Regions from separate parts of the Mus musculus genome. Here region 1 is linked to region 2. A link is a contact called in public HiChIP or PLAC-seq data. All regions are on one chromosome and are shown on one strand. Each heading gives the region's core, a stretch centred on a gene start, on an enhancer-like site or on the middle of the called end of the contact. The rest is flanking DNA. Distances are from core to core; before and after follow the strand shown.

Evidence for each region. HiChIP or PLAC-seq counts read pairs in DNA pulled down with a chosen protein or histone mark.
Region 1: a contact with region 2 is called in an H3K27ac HiChIP or PLAC-seq map of large pre-B cells, with 4 times the contacts expected there. The contact joins two enhancer-like sites. A contact is called at or near these places in 1 of 15 datasets of contacts at CTCF or cohesin (the NIH/3T3 cell line), 1 of 484 Hi-C or Micro-C datasets (neural stem cells) and 3 of 115 datasets of contacts at active chromatin or transcription factors (the NIH/3T3 cell line, large pre-B cells and vascular smooth muscle cells).

What each region holds. Positions count from the first base shown.
Region 1 is chr1:164,647,126-164,652,361 of GRCm38.p6, forward strand. No RefSeq gene overlaps it. Among named protein-coding and RNA genes, the nearest start is that of Gm26685, 150 kb to the left of the region's middle. Within about 2 kb of position 1,941, at least 5 of the 459 cell types and tissues checked have an H3K27ac peak or open chromatin away from gene starts, as enhancers often do.
Region 2 is chr1:165,129,138-165,134,664 of GRCm38.p6, forward strand. No RefSeq gene overlaps it. Among named protein-coding and RNA genes, the nearest start is that of Tbx19, 29 kb to the right of the region's middle. Within about 2 kb of position 3,279, at least 62 of the 459 cell types and tissues checked have an H3K27ac peak or open chromatin away from gene starts, as enhancers often do.

The DNA.
Region 1 (5,236 bases), core at 691-3,190, 480 kb before region 2:
TCTGAGAGCACAAAGAGGTTCCAGAGATAGCCAAGATTGTACTTCATGCTGTGGCTGGACTTGGTAATGTGTAGGAGTCACCCAGGTGGTACTAGCTTTGAAAGCGTGAAGAGCAGCTGAGGCTTAGCACTGTGAGAGGCCATGGAAGGTGATTGGCGAAGATGCAGTCTTAGTTGCAATTCATGGCCCAGGACTGAAGGGGTCATGCAAAGGAATTGAGGCTTGGCACCATGAAGAAAGCCTATGAGAGGCTATTGGTGAAGTCTAGTTACAGTGGAAGACAGCAGTGTTTTGGAGATGCCAATACCATGAATGACCACCAAGAACAACAGCATCAGTGGAGTACAGGCAACTGGAGCCTAGAAGACAAGATGTGTGCTACAAAGGGAAGAGCTGGAGAAATGACCCAATCCCTTGGGAGAGCCCAGAAGATCATGAGTGGATCCTAGACATGGGATGGCTAGAGTTTGATTTTGATTGTGATTGTGGTTGTGCCCTGATATTTTTCCTTCTTGAAGGAAGAAATTATTTTACTGGAGCCCACAGTTAAGAGACTTTAATTGTAAAAACACTTAGAATTTTAGAAGAGACTGAATATTTTAAAGGGAGTGAAAATTTTCATATGTAAGAATTTGTAAAGACTATGGGACTTTTAAAGTTATTTAGATCTTGGGGATGAATAAGAAAGTAAGGGTTGAGGCTTTATAGTGACATGTTTGTGTGTCCAATTGACAAGGCATCAGTTGTTTGTGCAGGAATAGAAACCCTAAGACAGTCCATTTTTCTGTTCCATATTTGTTTTTTCCAAGACAGGGTTTCTCTGTGTAATACCCTCGGCTGTCCTGGACTCTATAAAGGTAGACTAGGCTGGCCTTGAGCTCACAGAGATCCATCTGGCTCTCCCTCCTAAGTTCTGGAATTAAAGGCATGCCCCACCACGCCTGGCTCCCCTTTCCATTTTTCTTTGGAGCTATTGTGATTTCAGACAGAGCTGGTGTTGAATCTTGTTAACAACACACACCTGCCATGTGACATTTAGAAATTTACTTAACCTTTCTGCATTTCTATTTCCTCTTCTGCGAATCAGGGATAATAAGCCTGTCTCTTAGAATTAAAAGGATGAAATAAAACCATGTCAATTTGGATGGCACAGAATACATGCAGCATAATAGTTCTCTTTCTGCCCCTCCCCCCAGGTCTTCCTTATTTCTCCCAACTCTGCTTTCCTGTGCTATTTTTTTTTCAAGTACTTGGATGATATCATTTTGTTTCTTTTAATCTAGTAGCCCCTTTCCACCGTCTGTCTCTTATCTGCATAAACACTCTACAGTCCCTGACTAGTCAGATTCCTAGAATCCTAAGCCCTAACAGAGTGGCTTGCAAGGAGTCAATAAAAGTACAAGCAAGAAGAATACGTCATTTTTGCTGGAAGGTTTTAAGAATATTATTTATCCTTCAGACAAGGGCAAGAGGTAGTCAAGACAACAGAAAACCTAAGGAGACACTTAAGCTACAAACCAATAGCATCTCTTATGCTTGGCTAAAGCTAAGTGTATACAATCTCCTTGGGCTTTTACTGTCTTTCTAAAGACAAGATCGTCTTCCAATCCATAAATACCCCAGTATTTTGCTGCATATTTTTATGTTTTTTCCATTATAGAGTAATGCATCCTAGACGTGTTTTCTACTTATCTTCCACTGAGGTTTGTAGCCAAGAAAAACTAGGAGTCGCCTGCTGCTTCCTTGTTTATGCTTTCAGAGCAGAGTAGCACATTGTGTCTAGGAGATGATACTCTCTGCCCTGAGCAGCAGGGGTGCAGGATCTTCAGGGATTCAGATTTCAGAAGCCTCACAACTGCTGGGGCCCAGTAGAAGCTCCTTCACTGTCTGGTTAACGTAGTGCTTGCAACATACCATCTTGCATATTCCCCTGTGCATGGGCAGCAACCATAGGGAAGTTCGGTTGTTATAATGACAAGACCCACCAAGAAAGACACGCATAAAGAAGACATGCAAGTGTCCTGGGAATAGGTAACAGGATATGACAGCAGCAAGGATGAGTAATTTTGACTTATTAGAAAAGGACAGCATAAAGCAACAGCCATTGCTGGTGATATGAGGAACTAAGGCTTAGGAAAGAGTAATGTAGATAGCAGTCATTTGATAGTCACATCCACACAACCCTGGATGATTATCTGTTGCTCTTCCTCCCCCTCCCCCTCCTCTTCCTCTTCTTCTCTTCTCTTCTTCCTCTTCCTCCTCTCCCTCTTCTTCTTTGAAATGTTTATTGACTTTTATTTCATGTGTATGAGTGTTTTGCCTGAATGAATTTATGTCATCACTTTCATGCCTTGGTGGCTGCAGAAACCAGAAGAGCGCACTGGATTCCCTGGAATTGGATGCCAGATGCTTATGAACCATCTGTGGGTGATGAAAACTGAATCCAGGGCCTCTACAAGAAGAGCAAGTGCTTTTAATAGCTGAGCCATCTCTACAGTCCTCTCTGCATCTTTAATCTGATTCAAGTCCTTTCCTCTAACTTCAATACACAATTATAACAATCAATTTAGGAAGTTGAAGTAGGAAGACAGAGCTTCTTTGATGATGCTGGAGCAAGGCCCTGGTCTATGAATATAGTAGGATATTACTGGAGTTGTTTTATTGCTGCACTTTTTTTTTTCTGATTTGATTTTATCCTGGGTTATCTAGACTCAAGTTCTTGGCCACTGCTTTGATGTGGGTGTGGGTGTGGGTGTGGGTTCTATCTCATGGAATGAATGGGTGTTAAGCCAAATCAAATATTATTTGGTGACCACAAACTTTGTGCCACTATTTCCCGATTGTCCTAGCATATTTTGCAGCAGGACACCACTGTAGATGAAAGGTTTTGTGGTGGATTACATTGATTGGTCCCTGTATGTTGAGCCATCCCTATATATCTGGAATGAAGTTTACTTGATCACCATGGATGATCTTTTTGATGTGTTCATTGATTTGGTTTGCAATTATTTTATTGGGAATTTTTGCATCTATGTACAGACAGAAAATTGGTCTGTAATTCCACTTCTTTGGTAGGTCTTTATGTAATTTGAGTATTGGAGTAACTGTCACCTCATAAAACAAATTGGGCAATGTTACTTTTGTTTCTATTTTGTGGAATAATTTAAAAATACTGACACTGACTCTTCTTTGAATAGACTTCTACACTAAAATCATCTACTGCTGAACTTTTTGTTGTTGTTGTTGTTAGACTTTTAATGACTGCTTCTATTTCACTAGGGGTTATAGGTCTATTTAAATTTCTTCTCTGATCTTGGGTTAACTTTTCTAAGTGGTGTTTATTGAGAAAATTATTCACTTCTTATAGATTTTCCAATTTGGTGGAGTACAGGTGTTTAAAGTAATTATTATTATGATTCTCTGGATTTCTTTGGTGTTATATCTCTATTTTCATTTCCAATTTTGTTAATTTGAATATTTTCTTTCTATTTTTAGTTAATTTGGATAAAGTTTTGTCAATCTTATTGATTTTTTTAAAAAGAACCAACTTTTTGTTTCATTGATTCTTTTTATTGTCTTTGTTGTTGTTGTTTTCTTGATTTCAGCTCTGAGTTTGATTATTTCTTGCCATCTACCTATCTGGATTTTTTTAGTGTTGTTATAGAACTTCAAGATGTTCTATTACTATTATAAAATCTCTTCATTTTTTAAAAAATATAGGTACTCAGTACTATGAACTTATCTCTTGGAACCACCTTCATTGGGTACCATAAGTTTAGGTATGTTGTGGATACAGTTTCCTTCAATTGTAGAAAGTTTTAATTTCTCTCTTAATTTCTGTCCTGGCCCACTTTTTATTCAGTAGTGAGTTATTTTGTTTCCACAAGTTTGTAAGAGTTCTCTTGTTTCTGTTGTTGTTTATATCCAGCTTTTATTGGTGGTGGTCAGATAGGATATAAGGTGTTCTTTCAATTTTCTTGTATCTGTTGAAATTTGCTTTGTGTTCAGGTATGTGTTTACTTTTGGAGAAAATTCCATGAGGTGCTGAGAAGAAGGCAAATTCTTTTATACTTGGGGAAATGTTCTGTAAATATCTGTTAGATCCAATTGGTTTATAATGTCAGTTAGCTTTGGTTTAAAGTCTATTATTTACAGATATTAAAATGACCATGCCAGTTTGCTTCTTAGGTCTATTTGCTTGAAATATCTTTTTACATTCTTTTTTCCCTGTCTAGCATTGACATTAAGGTGTGTTTCTTGCATGCAGCAGAAGGATGGGTCCTGTTTTTGCATTCATTCTGTTAGTCCTTTTATTGGGGAATTGAAACCACTGACTTTGAGAGATATCAATGAGAAATGTTTGTTGATTCCTATTATTTTGTTATTGTTGTGATAGTGGTCTGTATGTGTGTGTGTTTTTCCTGTCTTTTGATTTGTTGTTCTGAGATTATTTATTCCAGGTGACTTCTTGGGTGGGGTTAACTTCTTTACATTGGTTTTCCTTCTAGCTCTTCTGTAGGGCTGGATTTATAGATAGATATTGCTTAAATTTGGTTTTATCATGAAATATCTTATTTTCTCCACTTACTGTGATTGAAAGTTTTGCTGGGTAGAGCAATTTGGGCTGGCATCTTGGTGTTTTAAGAATTTGTAGAGTATCTATCCATGCCCTTCTAGCTTTTAGAGTCCCCACTGGAAAGTCAGGTATTGTTTTAATAGGTCTGGCTTTATATATTATTTGTTCTTTTCCCCTTGCAGCTTTTTAATGTTATTTCTTTTTTTGAATGTTTAATATTTTGATTATTATTTGTCAGGGGGACTTTCTTTTCTAGTCCAGTCTATTTGTTGTTTTGTATACTTCTTATACTTTGATAGACATCTCCTTCTTTTGTTTTTTTCCCATGAATTTGTCGAAAATAGTTTCTGTGCCTTTGACCTAGGTAACCTAGATTTCTTCTTCTTTCTCTATTCCTATTATTCTTAGTTCAAGTCTTTTCATAATGCCAGAATTTTTTTTAAAGATTTAATATTTACTGTGACTGAGGTATTCATATCTTGTATCTTGTCTTCAATGTCTGAGGTTCTCTCTTCCATCTCTTGTGTTCTGTTGGTGAAGCTTGCCTCTGCTTCCATCTCTTGTGTTCTGTTGGTGAAGCTTGCCTCTGCTTCCATCTCTTGTGTTCTGTTGGTGAAGCTTGCCTCTGAGGTTCCTGTTTGAGTTCCTCAATTTTTGTTT
Region 2 (5,527 bases), core at 2,029-4,528:
AGAGAGACATAAAAGTGTGCTGGGAGCAGTTGAGAGGTGGCGTCTCTTCCATAAGTAATGGTAAGTATATATTTAATGATCATTAAATTTTCATCTGAAATGCATTTCGCATGTTACTGATTTCTCCGAACTTCATTTATTTTCCACTCTTCACTTTTTAGACACACTCATCACACCACAAAAGACACATTGTCCCACATTTGGCTAAAATCATAACAGACGATGCACAGTCTGGATTTAGGGGAGTGACTCCAAACCCATAAGCCGGGCACACATTTAAAATTATTGGAATCCCAGACCCCTTTACAAGGCTCCCGGTGTCTACAGAGGATAAAGTCGGGGGGGGGGGGGGGGCTGTGAGGTGGATCTTCATTTGCATTTGGATGGAAATAAAAGTAAAAGCATTGAGCCATAGGGACACAGAACTGGGGAGATAATTTTCCAGTCTGGTACATTTAAAGTCCATTATGCTGAAACATTTATGTCTCCTGCTTTGCAAACATAAGAAGTCATATATATGCTAAACTCATAACATTATTAATTCATCAGACACTTACAGCCCCCTATCTCCAGGAATCACAAGGAGTCTTTAAACAACAAATGACTTTGAAAGTAATCTCAGCATATAGTGCTGAGGTCAGCAGAACGGATTCTCATTAAAGGACAGAAACATGACGTCACTCGAGAAGACAGCTCAGCATAGAAACCCTGATGAGAGTCTGCCATCCCATGGAAGTTCCGGTTAGTTTGGGGAAGTACAAAGGTGAAGGGGCTGCCCACCTGTCGTAGGGCTTCATCCAGTGAAGGAGAGTGTTTCAAAAGGTCACACTGAGACTATTATAAAAACTAATCAGGACCTTCAAAATACCGTAGCATCGATTAAAGCCATGAAGTTGGGGAAGGGCAAAGCATCAGCTGGTACAGGAAGAAGTACTTGGAAGATTTTCTACCCACGTCTGAAGTCTCCCTTGATTGCTTATAGCCTGGGATGACTTAGTTTCATCTATGAGCTTGATTGAGATTTGGGGGAGAGTTGGTTCAAAAGTAAGGAACAAGAAAACCAAAACTGAGAAGTTAACAGTAAAATCAATCCTGGACTGGTACGAAAGATTAATTTGGTGGTGGTGGTGGTGGTGGTGTTTTATCAAAGTGGCCACAATAGTTCCCATAGTGTGTGATTTTGTATTAACCACAACTTACCTTACCTACTGTCCATCCAAGGGTAGCACCCATGTTCCTCCTTCCCCATTGGATCTGGGTGAGCTACTTCCAAAGCTGGGGATAAGAAGCAAGAAGCCTTTTCCTGTTTGACATCCAGCTCACTGTTTAGTCCTTGTCCACGTCTTGGGACAGGTTTAGGACAGCAAAGTTTATAAGGCAGGGTTCCTCTTGACACCCATGTGGTTGCTGGCTCGCACACGGGACCAAACAACCATGGACAGCTCCTCTAAAACCAGGAGCCCAAATCAATCTTTTCTCCTTTCTACTGGGTCTTTGGTGACAGCATGAAAAGCTAAGACCTCATGCAATCATACTGCTGCCATCCCTCCAGGAAAGCTCTCTCCAAGCAAGAGGCCCTAAAGCCAACAAAGGAGTGTCATCCAGAGTGTATGAAGAAAAAATTTGGGGGCCTAGAAAAATGAGAAACTTTTCAGAAAAGAGAGAGCTCTGATCATAATAAAACTAAAACAAAATACTCACTCTCAGGTAATGTGAAAATTAAAACAACTGAATAAAACCTTACATAATTCAAAATTGGAAAAAATTAAGAGCCATGTTACGTCATGGACCCAAAATTAGTTACTACTGGGGTTGTGACCAGGTGCAATCAATTTAGGAAACATTGTAACAACAGGTATAGGGGTTAAGGGGCACACACTGAAGGCCGGCTTCTACCCTGAAGTCTCCAGCCTGTGGACACTCACAGGCATTCGCAGCAGACAGCGCAAGGATATTCGCTTCCAGCAGCCATTTGTAACAGAAAACAAGTGGAGCTCAACTCTTTCCAGATGGGTAAAGATAAATATGCTAAGGTTTATCCACAGAACGGAAAGCTTCCTAAAGAAGAATTCTAAAATAATTAAAATTGTGAGGAACAAACACCCTGTCCCACTCCTAACAATTAGCAAAGGAGACTCCAAGTAGTAAGAGCAACCTTGCAAGGTCAGGTGCCATCCACGGTGATCAGTCACATGAATGTGGTGAGCTCAGGAGGGGACAACCTTTCACGTCATCTGCCACTTATATGTATGTGGGTGTATTTTGGCTCTTTATGACCTGTTTAGTTTAAATCTGTTTAAGAGTGTTAAAACACTGCACAGGACATGGGACAAGTTGGGCTGCTGAGATTTTTTTTTTACTATGATTAAATATTAGCTTATTAGGTGAGGGCAGCTAGAGTCCTTAGCAAGGAACAATGTTTTATGCTCAATGTATTTGGACCTAGGCTGACTTAAGCCATTCTTATTTTGAAAATTGACACTCATTTTTTATTTTTTATTTTTTTACAAAATGATAGTTATATTGAGGTCTATAAACATGTATGCTATTTTAAAGTATCCGTTGAAGGAGCTGGAGACATGGCTTAGTACTTAGAAGGTCCTCACATAGAGGACCAGAGTTTGGCTGCCAGCATCTGTATCCAGTATCTCACAACCACCTGTAACTCCAGCTCCAGAGAATATGATGCCCTCTTCTGGCATCCATGGGCATCTCCCTACATCTACAACCCACACATGACAACTTCACATATATGCACCATTGAATTGATTTTTTAAAAAATTAAAGAGGAGGAAGAGAGGAGGAGAGAACTGGAAATGACCAAAGATTTTTGTCATCCTTCCAAAATAATGAGTTCTCCTTTCATAGCTTCATTGATGTTGGACATACACAAACACACAGAAACACACACACACACACACACACACACACACACACACACAAGCTTGCCTACTTTCTGGGCCAGAAGCAAAGGACTTCCTTGTCAGCCTAGGCAGCTCATAGCCCATATTCTCATTAGTTCTCCTGCCTTCAAAATCCCATAAGGGTGTTGCAGAGCGTACCAGGTAAATGCTATATCCGCAGTGGGTTTATGTCACAGCTGAGGGGCCTCTTAATCACGCACGCATGTGCATGGGTGCACTCGTGTATAGTGTGTGTGTGTGTGTGTGTGTGTGTGTGTGTGTGTGTATGCGCGCCCGTGTGTGTCAACGTTCAGCATAAAGCCCAGCACCCTTTTGGAAGGCCAGGCCTTACTGGATAAGCTCCAGTGCTGTAACTTGCATGACTCAGCAAATCTAAATTTTGATCCGTTATGCGACATCTCATCCTTTGTGGGTCATGCTGTAAGCCTGGGGTTTTACAGCTTGACAAAAAGACATTCTTAAGGACACAGGTAAATGTTCCTAGGGCTCAGGGTGCAAACAAGGGTTTGGGGGTGCTTCCAATAAAACTGAGATAAACATACAGGGTTGACTGCAATACAACAGCTGCAGTGGCTGAGTCTGTCTCCTTCCAAAAACAAGTGTGTTGAGCAATAGCCCCACCTACAGACGGCTTCTGGAACTGCAGCAGTAAGAACATGGCTTCTGGTAGCTTTCTACTCCTTTTCCTCTCCTCTACTTTTCTGGTTTGTTTTCTTTTGGTTTTCCAGACAGGGTTTCTCTGTGTAGCCCTGACTCCTAGAACTCGCTCTGTAAACCAGGCTGGCCTCGAACTCACAGAAATCCTCCTGCCTCTGCCTCCTGTGTGCTGGGACTAAAGGTGTGCTCCACCACCTCTAGAAAGACAAGTATTATCTTGTTCACCACCACCCTGGAGGCTGGCTCACCAAACAGTGACCTCACGTGGCACTGGCCTCCCCATCCAAAGTCTCATCAGGACAAATGCAAAGCTTTTCTCCCACTTAAACCCTTTAAAGTTCTTAAAGCGCTCTGAATGTTTTGCCGGCAATACAGTTTTTGCTAAGTGACAAGAGTACATTTTTATAATCTATCCCAAGATCAATCACCTCTTTTCTACTTATAATTAATATTTGCAAGCTTCACTAAGCAGGCTCTGAGATCACATTTCCATTAATAATCTAAATTATAAAGAATTCAAATCCCATAGTCTACGGTTCCAGGAAATTCAGTTTTTTACCAGAACCTGCCCCAAAGGGATTCTAGGAGACAGTTTTTTCCTGCCATGTAAGTCCTTCCTGGAACCAGCCATCTGCCACCAGGTCCCTTATATCTGCAACCCCTGAGGCTCTGCTCAGACGGCCATCTCTCTGCTTCCTCTAACAAGTGTATTCCCAGGAGCCGGCCCTTTGCTTTATTAGAGTATCCCTAGAGACCCGAGTTGACATGGTGAGAAGCTAAGGGAAGTACCTCCAGAGTCATGTGACCGCCCCTGCTTGGGTCCCCTCCCAATACAGCAATGACACCGAGTTGTGTGCAGGGATGTGTAACTGTCATCAGAGACCTGAGTCTAGCTTCCTAGTAGCTGTATGGCTTCAGGAAGCCCAGCTTTCTGAATCTCCCTCCTCATCTGTACAATGGAGAGTGAGCTGGCAGCTTCTAGGCCACAAAAGAACTTACACACCAATATTCAAAAAGCGGCATCAGACCAGATGCTCACTAACCAAGTAAACGATAGTATGAACACAGTGCAAGTTTATAGGACCGAATATCGTCTGCACAGAAAGGAACAGGCATGCTGCAGTGCCCTGCATCAATGAACTGGGATGCTGGTGTGTCCTGCATCAGGGGATGCTGGTGTGTCCTATATCAATGAACATGCATGTTGGTGTGTCCAGCATCAATGAACCTCTAAGGTTATACACTGAGTAAAAGAAGCTACCCAGGAAAGTCACCAAAGTCACATGAATTCGTGTCCATGAAGCATCCAGGATGGGGAAGTCTATAGAGGAAGTACACTCATAGCTGCCTGGGGCTGGGAGTTGTAGAGAAACCGGAAGGGAGCAGGGATGACAACCAATACAAGTAAGTTATCTTTATAGGCTGATGAAGATGGCTTATAATTAAATGGTGCTTGTTCAACTCTGTAAATATGCTTTAAAAACCTATAAACTGAAGCCAGCAAGAGGGCTGGGTAAGTGAAGGTGCTTGGTGGCAAGTCTACTGATCCCCACCACCACATACATACATACATACATACATACATACATATAAATAAACATAATTTAAAAATTAAATATCACTAACTTAAACGCTTTAAATTCGTAACGTTTCTGCTTTGCAAATTAGAAATTAATAGAGCCATTTAAAATGCTAAGTACCTTTCAAACGTATTTAGTTTGATAATGCATGCAAAGTACTTAACACAGTAGTGTCACAGAGTAAGTGCTCGATAAACATTAGCAATTCAACTCAGTAGTCCAACGTCAAGACATTTCAGAGAGTCGTTCTTCCTCCCCCCACCCCCTGAAACAATGGTACCTCAATCTCTGGGCTCAACAACTAAAACCTAATCTTGTAAGCCTTATTTAAATCCTACTCCTCCAATGGTGAATCCTTGTGGATCC